2 separate regions of the Mus musculus genome follow, and region 2 is linked to region 1. Evidence: chromatin contacts called from public promoter capture Hi-C data. All regions are on one chromosome and are shown on one strand. The core of a region is the stretch at or near the end of the contact, and the rest is flanking DNA. Distances in the headings are between cores, read along the strand shown.

Region 1 (5,678 bases), core at 2,346-4,845:
TTTACATTTTCAATTGTTCATTGTCTTCTGCTAGCTGATACCAGTGATTTGTATATATTAACCTTAGGAACTTCCAAATTCACCTATTTTAATATTTTTCAGATTTCCTGGAGGTTTTTACATAGGCATTTATATAATTCTTTTCTTTTTCTTTTTCTTTTCTTTTTTTTTTTTTTTTTTTTTAAATGAGTACAGTGTAGTTGTTTTCAGTCACACCAGAAGAGGGCATCAGATCCCATTACAGATGGTTATGAGCCACAAGTGGGTGCTGGGGATTGAACTCAGGTCCTCTGTAAGAGCAGTCAGTGCTCTTAACCACTGAGCCATGCAGCCAGCCCCTTTATGTCACTCTTGAATAAAAGCTTTCGACATCTTCACTTCCTGTTATGCCCGTTTTCTCCTTAAGGGAATGGCTGGAACCTTCATTACAGCTTGGAAAGTTAACAGGGCTGTCTGGTTTCGTTATAGTCCTCTGAAGATTTGGCTTATTGAGTGTCTTCTGAGTGTCTGATGGGGTGGGGGCTGTTGTAATTGTTGAGTTCAGTTTGCATCTGTGGGGTTCCCCCCTCTGGCTACCTTCATTAAAAAAATAACAGCAACTGATTATCAGCAATTTTACGTGTGTGTGTGTGTGTGTGTGTGTGTGTGTGTGTGTGTGTGTGAGAGAGAGAGAGAGAGAGAGAGAGAGAGAGAGAGAGAGAGAGAGAGAGTACTCTGTATCATTCTCTGGAATCTTGGATGTTGTCACTCATTAAATTTTAAACTTTGTATCCATTGCTTTGTCAAAATTCTTTCTGTCCCGCTTCCTCACTGTCTTCTGTCTCCCATCCAATCGAGAGTACTGGAAATCAGTCATCTGAGATGTTCAAGCTCCTTATATACAACAGCACTTGTGTATCATCTACTCACATCCTCTGTCCATTTCAAATCATCTCTAGATTGCTTACATCCCCTAGAACGGTAAGTCTGAGTGCTCACTATCGGTGCCATTTGGCTTTTCTTCCTGTGGTCAGTTCAGTCTCTGGGTGTAGAACAGATGTGGACAGCCAGCTGTTTTTGTAAGCTGTCAGCCAGCATTGCCCTACAAGTGCATGGTAGCCTGTGTCGGATCTATTCCTAAGGCCAGAGCTTAGGTGCTTACTGTTGGTTCAGAGCGAAGTTACCATTATAAGACAAGACCGAGAGAGGGGACCGCAGGGATATGCTAGCATTTTCCCTACTTCTCAGATGAGATATTTGAGAATATATCACTTGGCTGAGATTATTTTGAGAAGCATTTTCAAATGAAAACGTTAACTAGTTGATGGCTTAATTCCTAGTTGATCTTTCTATCTCCTAGCTCCATAGAAGCACTCGTTGCTCATGTCATTCGAGGGTGAGGAAGAGTTTCCTCACCTTCACTAACCTCTCAGTAGACTTTTACCTACGTGATCATCGCGCTTGGAAAACGCATTCCTCCCTTTCTTACTGCGAAGTTTGTGTTATCCGTTGTGGCCACTCAGAACTCTCAGGCGTATTAGACACATTCTGCTATCCAGATTCTTGGTTTCTCAGCATTACAGGGCTGAGTTAACAGCTTACTCAGGGCTGAGTAAAAGTGTGAGCCCTCCACACTTACTGTTCCTCCTCAGCAATTTCATCCGAGGTTACACATTTGAATACGTTCGAGAGGTAGATGGCTCCAAAATTCATCTCTACACCGAGATCCACGCATCCAAAGACTTTACCGCTGTGACCGCTGAAATGTCACGTGACCGAGACAGACCAATGGAGTCCACATTCCTTCGCCCCAGCCCTCCCCCATCTCAGTTCATGCTCTTCTCCTTCTGTACTCAGTTGTACCTGATCAACAGAAAGTTCCTTCCCTGAGCTCAAATCCAGCCTGAGCTTCGCCTCTAATGTAGATCCCGTGCACCTACTTACGGCCCCTTGCTTAATCAACTCGAGTTTGTTCGCCTCCGCTTCATCCCTCGCAACCAGATTATTTTCCTGACTTTTTGACAGGTCCTGTTTTAAGTCAGTTTATTATGAATGACATTTTGTAAAAAGATTCATTCCGTAAGGTATTACATTGTTGTCGCTCCAGTACTCTCAATGCACAGAATAGTACAGATACTGAATTTTAAATAGATGTTATTAGTTGAATAAAGAAAAAAAAGTGAACTTTTATAATCGAGGAATCTTCTAATAGTTTTATAAAACCTCTCTTAACTAAGTCACATATAAATTTATAAGTTTGTTTATTTTTTTTTATCAGAACATGGGCCATGCAGTTTTGAACCATCGACAAGAACAAAACAATTCTGAGTAAAAGCAGACCATTATTTTATGAAAGACGACTCCATTTAAGCATCCTGATGAGTAACATTCTAATATGAGACTCGGAAGAGATCTCCATAGCCTGCTGCCTAGGAATTAACACGCTAAGAGGTTTAAAAACATTAATATGGCTCTTTGAAAAGACTCTTCAGAAAGTAGGTCCCTTCTTAATCCGTGCATTTAGAGCAGCCTATTAAAAGTTGAGTAGTTAATAGAATTTACTGCTTAAAGTTATTCCGACATTTCCTAAACTCTTTCCTCGCCACATGGCTGCATTGTTATTTTTAATCCTGCCTTTTAGTAACCCTCTAAATAACCAAACTCCAGCCTCATTAGAAAACCGTTGTCCTACCCAGGTGGTGGTATGTGCCTATTATCCTAAATTGTGGGAGGAAGAAGCAGAATGACTGAGTTTTGGGCTAACCTGGGCTGTGTAGTGAGACCTCATCTCAACAAAACAAAACAAAACAAAACAAAACAAAGCAAAACAACAAGGAAGCCGGGAGTGGTGGCACATGCCTATAATCCCAGCACTTGGGAGGCAGAGGCAGGTGGATTTCTGAGTTCGAGGCCAGCCTGGTCTACAAAGTGAGTTCCAAAACAGCCAGGGCGACACAGAGAAATCCTGTCTCGAAAAACCAAAAAACAAAACAAAAACAAAAACAAGGGAGAGAGAAAAGGGGGAAGGGAGAGGGAAAGAAGAAAGGGAGGAGAGTGCTCTCTTCTGCTTGGGGCAATGAGCAGCTCTGCTGACTTCTGTGTGTGAAACACAATAGAAGCAGGAGACTAGAGGTGTTGACACTCCGGCTCGCTCAGTGGATCCTTGAGTGTAAGCTTAGAGAAGAAGCCTGGTTTCTTCTCTATTTTTCTTTTCTTTTCTCTACCCCAGAAAGATGGCTAATGATGCCTCTCTTTCACGCCAGTGCTTGTGGCATCTGGGGTGGTGCCTAGAGCAGGTCCCCATGCCTGGGTGGATCTTGAAAACTGTCTGGGTCTTCCCTGAAATGTTAGGGACCCTAACAAGGTGCTGCATAAAGGGATACTGAACAGGAAACGCTGGCTGTGAGTTAGCAGAAGGGCAGAGATTTGACTCTGAAGGAAGAATTCTTACTGGGTCAAGGCTGCCTTTGCATAATTCTATTATCAGCAGGGAGAGGAGACATAATCATATTAGGTGCGTCTTGTCCTGCCGGATGGGGCTTGTCTTTACCTTGCTTTTGAAGTCATACAGGTTTAAGTGCCTTCTGTGAGTGACGGCTCAGAAGTGCCCATCAAGAAGGCAGGTGCTGCCCGAGCAAAGCCGGGGAGTGTTTGATGTTGACAATGACATGCATTCCTGTGCAGACAGGAGTAATCCATTTGGACACAGTTTTGTGTGTGTGTGTGTGTGTGTGTGTGTGTGTGTGTGTGTGTTGCTTTCTGCAACAGAAGCAGTTCTGTCTGGGAGGTTGACTCCAGGTAAGTGGAGCACACATCTTCTATCCACAGAATAATGGGGAATTCATGTGTCAGAGCAGCTGCATGTGCCTTCCTGTCCTCTGTATGGAAAACGGGCATTCTCTCATTCAGTTACTAAGAGTATTGACCTCACTTCATCTGCCTATAGAACCCCGGTCTCTCACCAGTTTGCCCTGAGTCTCTGACCAGCTTGCCTCTTTCTGGAGACCAATGTGGTCCACAGAGGAGTTTGTGCTCATCCCCGAGTCTTCTGACATGAGCTGGGACTTAGACGATTATGTTATAGTGGCCTAGAGGTGACTAGGGAATGTTTCAGCTCTTGTTTCATTTATTCACATTGGGTATTGCCATAATAGAGGCCAGGTGACAGAGACAGTGTAAAGGAGGAGAGAACCTCAGGGGGTTGGGGTGGGGGGAAGGACTGGGTTCCTCATGCTCTTCCCTTGAAAAAAATATAAAAGAAAAAAGTCAACTCTTTTTAAAGATACAGGCACACTTTTTAAAATTAGAGTATGTGTATGTGTGCACGCGCAAACGCATGTGTTTTCTGGGGGGTGGGATATTTATTTATTTATGAAACAGGTTGTTAAACATTTGCTTATGTTACAATGACTGAGCATAAGGTACCAGAAAAAGAGGAAGAGGAAGAGGAATTCTAAGTTCTCAATTACACGCCCCATTAGCTAATCACGGTTAGACCGACTATTCAGGCTAACCAGTTTACAAAGAGAAAATGTTTAATTTGGGTCAGTTTTAAACAGGTCTAGCCTAGGCTACTTGCCTTTGTTGCTTTGGGCCTGTTGTGGTACATCACGGGAGGAAGCTATATCAGAAAAAGGGTTCACCAAAGCCAGGGGATGGGATGCCTTCCTCTGATCATCTCAGGCACCAGGCATGCACATGGTGCACATGCATACATGTAGGGAAAACACCCATACACATAAAACGATGATGATGATGACGATGACAACGACGACGACGATGACAATAACCCACAAGTAAAGGGATGACTATGGTAGCATATTCCATTAGTCCCAGTAAAAAGAAATAAAACTTGAGACCTGTGATTCATGTAATGTATGTCAAATAGCCCAAAGAGTTGTTGTGAGCTTTGAAACCTGGGGCTGAGAACATAGCAGAACAGACCAGGACATGCCCGGGCAGGCCCATCGCCTCCCTATCTCCCACCCCTCTGACCTAAGTTAAATGTTACAGGCTGCTGATGTTTAAATGGACCAATCATGTGAAACCGCGCCAATTCCTCCCCCAGCCCCACTCCTTTTCTATAAAAAACCCTAGCTTCCAAGCCTTGTGGTTGAATCCATTGTCTCTTGTGTGAGATACGTTTCAACCCGGAGCTACCCATTAAAATACTTCGTGTTGTTACATCAAGGTGTTGTGTTCTGTTCGTGATTCGTGGGTGCATGCCGAATTGGGAGTTGAGTGGGGGTTTCCTCACTAAGTTCTTTCACCAGTAGGTGGAAGAGAGAGAGAGAGAGAGAGAGAGAGAGAGAGAGAGGCAGACATCAGAGTAAATGACAGTAGACAGAGAGGAAGAGACCTGGGTCCCACAAATTCCCTTCATGGACCTGTCACCAGTCACCCCAAGAGCTCACAACAGGCCTACCTCCTAGAGCTGATTTTCCTATAGTGCCAAGCTGGGGAAGAAAAAAATCCATGACCATTGGAGACATTCTAGATGCAAACTGTCACTTGCTGTCTCTTTTCTCACTCTTCACTGAAGTCCCACACTATCATGGACACCGAAAGCCCTATCTAGCCACAGAAGATTAATATGTGTTTTTGCTTTGAGTCAGATTTATACTTTATGAAGGCAATCCTGACTGTGGAGTATCAGATAACGATAGACTAAAGGCTATGATGCCAGAGATATTATAGGC
Region 2 (6,165 bases), core at 2,044-4,543, 910 kb after region 1:
CAGCTCAGAGGCTGAATAAACATTTTAAACTACCTCTAAGAGAGTATTTCCCAAGTTTTGTAACTCTTAGCATCTTAAGAAGGGTTGTCTGGTTTTGTTTGAAACCAATCTGCTACATGAGACTAGAAAGCTGGGCTGAGGGTCCCGCATGTTGCTTACCTGAGATACTTCTGATTCATGTCTGCCATCGTCTATTGTCTCAGTACTAACTGACTACTATTTAACCAACACCCACGCAAGCCTCAGGTCTTTAACAGATAAAAAAAAGAGTAATATTCATTCCTGTCTAATTTTTCCTAACTGAAGGCCACATCTTCCATGCTATTAAATGGATCCTGCCCATATAGCAGGCTGTCCTATATATTAGGCTGCTTGGTGCTTTCAAAGTGTGTCATTACACTAAATTTGAGGTCAGCAACTTCAGAGTCATGATAAAAAGCATGTTCCCTTGTCTGCAAATAAATCTTGCTATATAGGGCTTATCAAGAGAACAATTAAGAAGCTGGCTCTTAATGTGATAATGGACCTCAAATTTAAGTGTCTGAAACTCTAAGAAAAATCACCCTCTGTCCAGCAACTGTTGTGTCAGACACACACAAAAACACAGCAGACCAAGATTTTAGCTTTTGTTTCTGATTTCTAACACGTTAAGGTGGAATCAAACCATTAATAACTAATTCAAATCGACTTTCTAGCCAAACCTGTTTCTTTCTGCTAAAACTTAATAGCTCTCCTGTGTTCTTCACCTCAGCTACCCGGGGCACCTTGGAGTTACACAAGGGCATCCAATAGGCTTGGTTTGAATGGGTTCCCCCAGCAGCTGGGAAAGCCCCTAGCTTCCTAGTCGTCGGAAACTTTGAGATTTCACCTACTTTTTGCAAAGCAAAGACATCTGATGTCAGTTATAAAAACCCACCCGGTAAGCCCAGTCTTACTTAGTCAATACTGTACTTAGTCAATACTGTAAGACTTACACAGTCTTACTGCCAGTCAATATTGTGACTGAGTGGTAAGCAGCTCATGTGACAGAAACAGGAGTGGCCATGTAGGTGTAGGGTTACCTTAGAGAAAATGAGGAAGAGGGATACAGAGAAGAAAGAGAGCTTAAGGAGGTTTTCATCCCTCACACAGCAGCGCAGGACCTTTTGAACCTTTCCCCTGGCTTCATTAATCCAGGAAGCAGCAACTCTTTACAAACACCAATTAAGGGTAGCAGCATGCTCCATTTATAAATAGGGAAACTGGGGTGTTTGGAGCCAGAGGAGCCCAGCTATGAGTCAGGGGCTAGTGGACGTCAGACCTAGGACTGGGAAACCCCCATCTCCAGCATGGAGATGCAATCTATCTTGCAAGGGGAATGAAATAGTCATATAAGAAACAGTTAAACAAGAGACGTGAACATCCATCTTGGAATGGGGCGAGATGAAGAGCTGGCAGTCAAGCCCTGCAAATGGCATTGAATCCAGAGAGGAAATAAAGTTAACTTCGGCTTCCCTTCCGCAGATACAGTCTGGCTTGTAAGACGCTGTGTTCAGAAATGCCTATTCATCGGTGGCCACAAAAACGACATCAGGTATTTCAATTCTAAACATTGCTTGCTGAAACAGATCCTACCCTAGCCTGGAAAATTCAGCTCCTCTGAATCCTGCCCCATCCCAAGACAAAGTTAAAAGGCCCAGTGTACCTGAAGTACCAGGAAGGAACATAAGGATATGTTTTTCGGCCCAGGGGGGTTTGGTTGTTAACAGAGCTGGCATCTATAAGGTCAAGCAAAGTACCCAGTTAGGCTAATCCAAGCTCTTTGGTACACGAGATAACCGTAATCAAAGGTTCCATTGGTTAAAGTGCCCTTTGCAAACACCAGTGAACAAAATAAAATAAAGTAAAATAATCTGAAGACTTTCAAGTGGCCGGGCGTGGTGGCACACGCCTTTAATCCCAGCACTCAGGAGGCAGAGGCAGGCGGATTTCTGAGTTCAAGGTCAGCCTGGTCTACAGAGGGAGTTCCAGGACAGCCAGGGCTACACAGGGAAACCCTGTCTCGAAACAAACAAACAAACAAACAAACAAACAAACAAAAGACTTTAACGTGAACTGGAGTTTGCCTAACTTTTTCTGCAAAATTAGGATGTCCTGTCAGAACCTTCAATTAAGGGGCCACAGGTAGGCTAGTGAGTAGCCACGGTACCAGGAATTAGAACCAGACAGAATTTACCAAACTCCAAAGAGCAACAACCTATTCTACTCACTTCTACTGAGTCAGTAACAGATCTTGGAACAATCATCGACCACTAATTCAGATCCCAGACAAACAACAAACTGTTCTAGCGTTCATTCCGAGGGGTCGAATCAGATGGGCATGAGAATCAGCAATCACCAGGCTGGTGGTTTTTTTCCCCCACTCTTGTCCTCCCAGGATCGTCCAGCTCTGGGGGCCCTAGGCTTTCACTCCAAATAGCTACCCTCCCTGGCCCAAGGGTTCTCAGCTCAAAGCCTCTCAAGTTCAACAAAATACTCAGGGGAGCGTCCATGCAAGATAAAGCGGATACCCCACCTAATAGGAATTCTCCTACCTGCATATTATTTCAGTTCACCAAAACTTCATCTAGTGCTTAGTGTGCTGTGCGGTCTAAGGGCGCCCTGAGGATTCAAAGGTTCTCCTATCTTCCAAAAGCCCCCATAACTGGGAAAGCTGGAAACTGACAGCCCGAAGAGAAGCTGGGTTAGGTGAGCCTGCGGGCGAGGGGGAGCCAAGGGCCATCCTCCCATAGCGCGGTAGCTGCCACTCTCGCCCCCAAGGTGCACTGCCCGAGCGTCCTTCCTCCCCTGGACTCCCCGCGCCCTGCAGCCACTCACTGCTTCTTCCTGCGGCCCTGGTCCCGGTGCAGCTCCCGCAGGTCCACCTCGGCGCGGCCCAGGAACTTATCGAGACCGAGCAACGCGCGGTGCAGGACGGTGAGCTGCAGGGTGGCGGCGGCGGCCGGCGCGGCCCCGGAGGACAGCAGCGGAGGCAGCTCGAAGGTGGCTTCCTCGCGCCACACGGGCGCGCCCAGGCTGCGCTCCGACACCGACGTGGCGTACTTCTCCTTGCCCACCTGGATCACCGCGTACGCGTCGCTCGTGCCCCCGGGTCCCTTGGCCCGCAAGCCCCGCGCCTGTAGCACCGTCACCTGCACGTGGGTAGGGGACCACATGGTCCCCGGGCCCCGGCCCGCTGAGGCCGCCAGGGACATGGTGGCAGACGCGGCACCAGGCTAGGAAGCCAGAAGGTAGCCGCTGTCCTCGGTCTGGACCGCCCACCGGGCTCCCGAGCCGCTTTAATGCTTCCGGCCACGCCCCCACCACGCCCCCTGCGCCCGCGCGCCACCTGCCCTGGGGGCGGGCCTCGCGGAGAAGGCGGGGACCTAAAGGTCACGTGGGCTGGCGCAGCCTGAAGAGTTTTGGATCAGAGAAGTAATGATGCACTAAGTGGTCCCCAGTTGTCTGAGTCCGTATGAGGGAACAGGAGCAAGCCTGATCCGCCTAGCAGCAGATGTGAGACTTTGCCTCAGTTTCTTCTTGCGTAAAACGAGGCGACAGTCACCCCTTGGATTGCTGTAAAGAAAGTAATACATTTAAGTTTATAGCATAGTTGCATGCCTATGGGAAGGGCTCCGAAAGTGGTAGCTATGCTTGGGTTATACCACACCACTCCAGGGATGCTTCTCCTGCTCTGGTCCCCTGGGTACTGCTCTGGAGGAAGGCGGGGAGCCAGGGATGTTGTGAGAGACTGTGTCGGGGAAGCGGAGGGTAGGTGAGGGACTAGCCTGTGCTACTCTGCCCTTACCACATAGGGTGAGGCTAGGTTAGGAAGAGCAAGAAGGGGGAACTGGAAACGGGGTTGCCAAACCGAACCCCTCGGTTCCCCATTTCTTCCTACGTAAGCCTCTTGCGTCCTCTCTGGGCTCCATCTCTGGCCTCCCACTCGGTTTTCTTGTTCCCAGTCAGTGTCTAGCAGATTGGTGACTTCCCTGAGTGTTTCGGGTCATCCTTCAAAGGCTGAAATCTCCGATGGTGAGTTATTCAGAGTGGAAATGTAACTTTGAAAGCCTTAAGGTTCAGGAAAGATGTGACACGTCCGAGTTCTTACATTAAAGCTGGGGATAGAGCCCTGGTGCCCTGGCTCCCATGCTAGAACTGAGGACACCTCCCGCGCTACAACACTTTAAAGGTTTCCAGACACACACACACACCCCTCCCTCTCCACTGAGCTCCCTCTGGTCGACCAGCCTACTGCTTTCCCGACTTCTGGAACCCCTGCAGTGTTGAATTACCGCCAGCTGCGGTACTTCTCACTTAGACTCTTGAAGGCATTCCTTTTTTGGGTCCCACCCCTTTGTTTTCCTTGACTTCTGGGTAAACAAACCTGCAGCCTAGAGAGTTTCTCTCCCTGGGGCCCCAGCTGTCCCTTATCTACCTCACTGCTTGTCACAGATTTCCACTTGACATAGCTGCCTGAAAGACAGGTGACTTGTTTAACTCCCTGCTTCTCAGTCTTGCGGGGGGGGGGGGGGGGGGAGAAAATAGGACTGCCAAGGTGGCTGGGTCATACAGATTATGAACACCAGGATTTGGAGTTATACATCAGTGTTAGACCTGGCGAGCTAGAAAGCTCACTGGAAGGCTATGAGCAGTGGCATCCTTAAACTGAGCCCAGTTGGGAGGTGGTGGTGCCTGTGAAGAGCATGCCAGTGACAGCCATTTGCCTTCATTTCCCCCTGGGGACTGTCTGCTCTCTGTCCCATCTGCCTTCACTTTACCCATCCTTGCTGTCTATACTCAGCTGGCTGTCCTGCTTGTCCAATGGGCCCTACTAGATGAACTCTACATCTGGGGTCCAAATTGGCTTTGGAAGTTTACAGCTCTGATTCCCTCCACACTCACTTATATATATATATATATACAGGGGTTGGAGAGATAGCTTAGCAGTTAAGAGCACTTGTTGCTCTTCCAGATGACCCAGGTTCTATTCCCAGCACACACATGGTGGCTCATAACTATAGCTCCAGAGGATCTGACAGCCTCTTCTAGCCTCTGCAAGCAAAACACCCATATACATAAAATTTGAAAATTTATAAATATTTATTTTTACTATTTGTACACACACAGAGAGAGAACAAGCTGATCTCAAAGGTCTCTTTGTCCTGTCTCTGTCCTCTGGGGGCTGGGATTACAGACATGGGTCATGTTGCCCAGACTCACATTTTCTGTGCTGCTTCCACGAGAAGCAAGCAAGGATTGACCCCAAGCTGGATGAGCAAGAGGTAGCATCTCTTCTCTCGTGGAAGGGATAAAGGGAGGGAGGTGGGGCGAGAAAGAACCACGAGCGTGCGTGACCTCATGTGTTTGGGTTTCTGTCAGGCAGAGACTCTGGCTAAGAGAGATGGCAGGGTGGAAGAGGGCAGTGCCACTTCATCACCAGCACACACCAGGGCCTTTTTTTATTTTATATTTTTGACTCTCAGTTGGGGTTCGCTGAGATGCCTGGGGCTGGGCTTAGCAGTGATGGGGGTGGTGACTGATGGGGGCGGGGCGGGGGGAGGATATCAGACATGTCAATAAAGAAGGAACAAGGTGTTTTCCAGCCAGATATGGACCTACAAGATGGCTGTTTCCTCTTTTTTTTTTGGGGGGGGGGGGGGCGTCACACTGTCTTTAAGACTCAGTGACTGAGTGAGAATCTGTCTGCTTTGACAACACTGTAACCTGACTAGGGATACACGGGCACAGTGACAAAGGCTACAAGACAGACAGTTGAGAAGGTTCTGGCCGCCCACCAACTAACAGCACCACCACTCCCAGGCAGCTGGCTATCCCAGAGGCAGGTCTGCAACCATAAAGGGCCATTGGGAATGTTTGTAAATACCTCCCGAGGTCAGGGCGGAGTGAAAGAACTGCACTTCTTCCCACCTGCCCCGCCCACTCCTGGGTCCACCTGCCCCGCCCACTCCTGGTTCCAACTGAAAGAGGAAGAGAGTTTCAGTCAACCCTGAGCACACAGACAAGGTGCTGGGCAGGTTAGACTGGACAGGCAGGGCAGCCGTCGTCCTGCAAAGGCACCAAAGCGTGGCTGGGAGCAGGAAGGCTCCCGGGCCTCTCCTCAAGCAGCGGCCAGGCAGCTCCGGT

The links. Promoter capture Hi-C pulls out the DNA fragments that hold promoters and counts their contacts.
Region 2: a promoter capture Hi-C map of pre-B cells shows a contact between it and region 1, with 5 times the contacts expected there. The contact joins the promoter of Rab11fip1 here to the enhancer-like site in region 1. A contact is called at or near these places in 5 of 39 promoter capture datasets (cranial neural crest, embryonic stem cells, hippocampal neurons and 2 more) and 1 of 9 other capture datasets (embryonic stem cells).

What each region holds. Positions count from the first base shown.
Region 1 is chr8:26,256,901-26,262,578 of GRCm38.p6, forward strand. No RefSeq gene overlaps it. Among named protein-coding and RNA genes, the nearest start is that of Gm31727, 7.1 kb to the right of the region's middle. Within about 2 kb of position 3,596, at least 9 of the 459 cell types and tissues checked have an H3K27ac peak or open chromatin away from gene starts, as enhancers often do.
Region 2 is chr8:27,171,353-27,177,517 of GRCm38.p6, forward strand. Rab11fip1 (RAB11 family interacting protein 1 (class I)) reads right to left here and starts at 3,294. Exons shown (of 6, transcript NM_001080813.2): 1 at 2,857-3,294. The coding sequence starts at 3,233.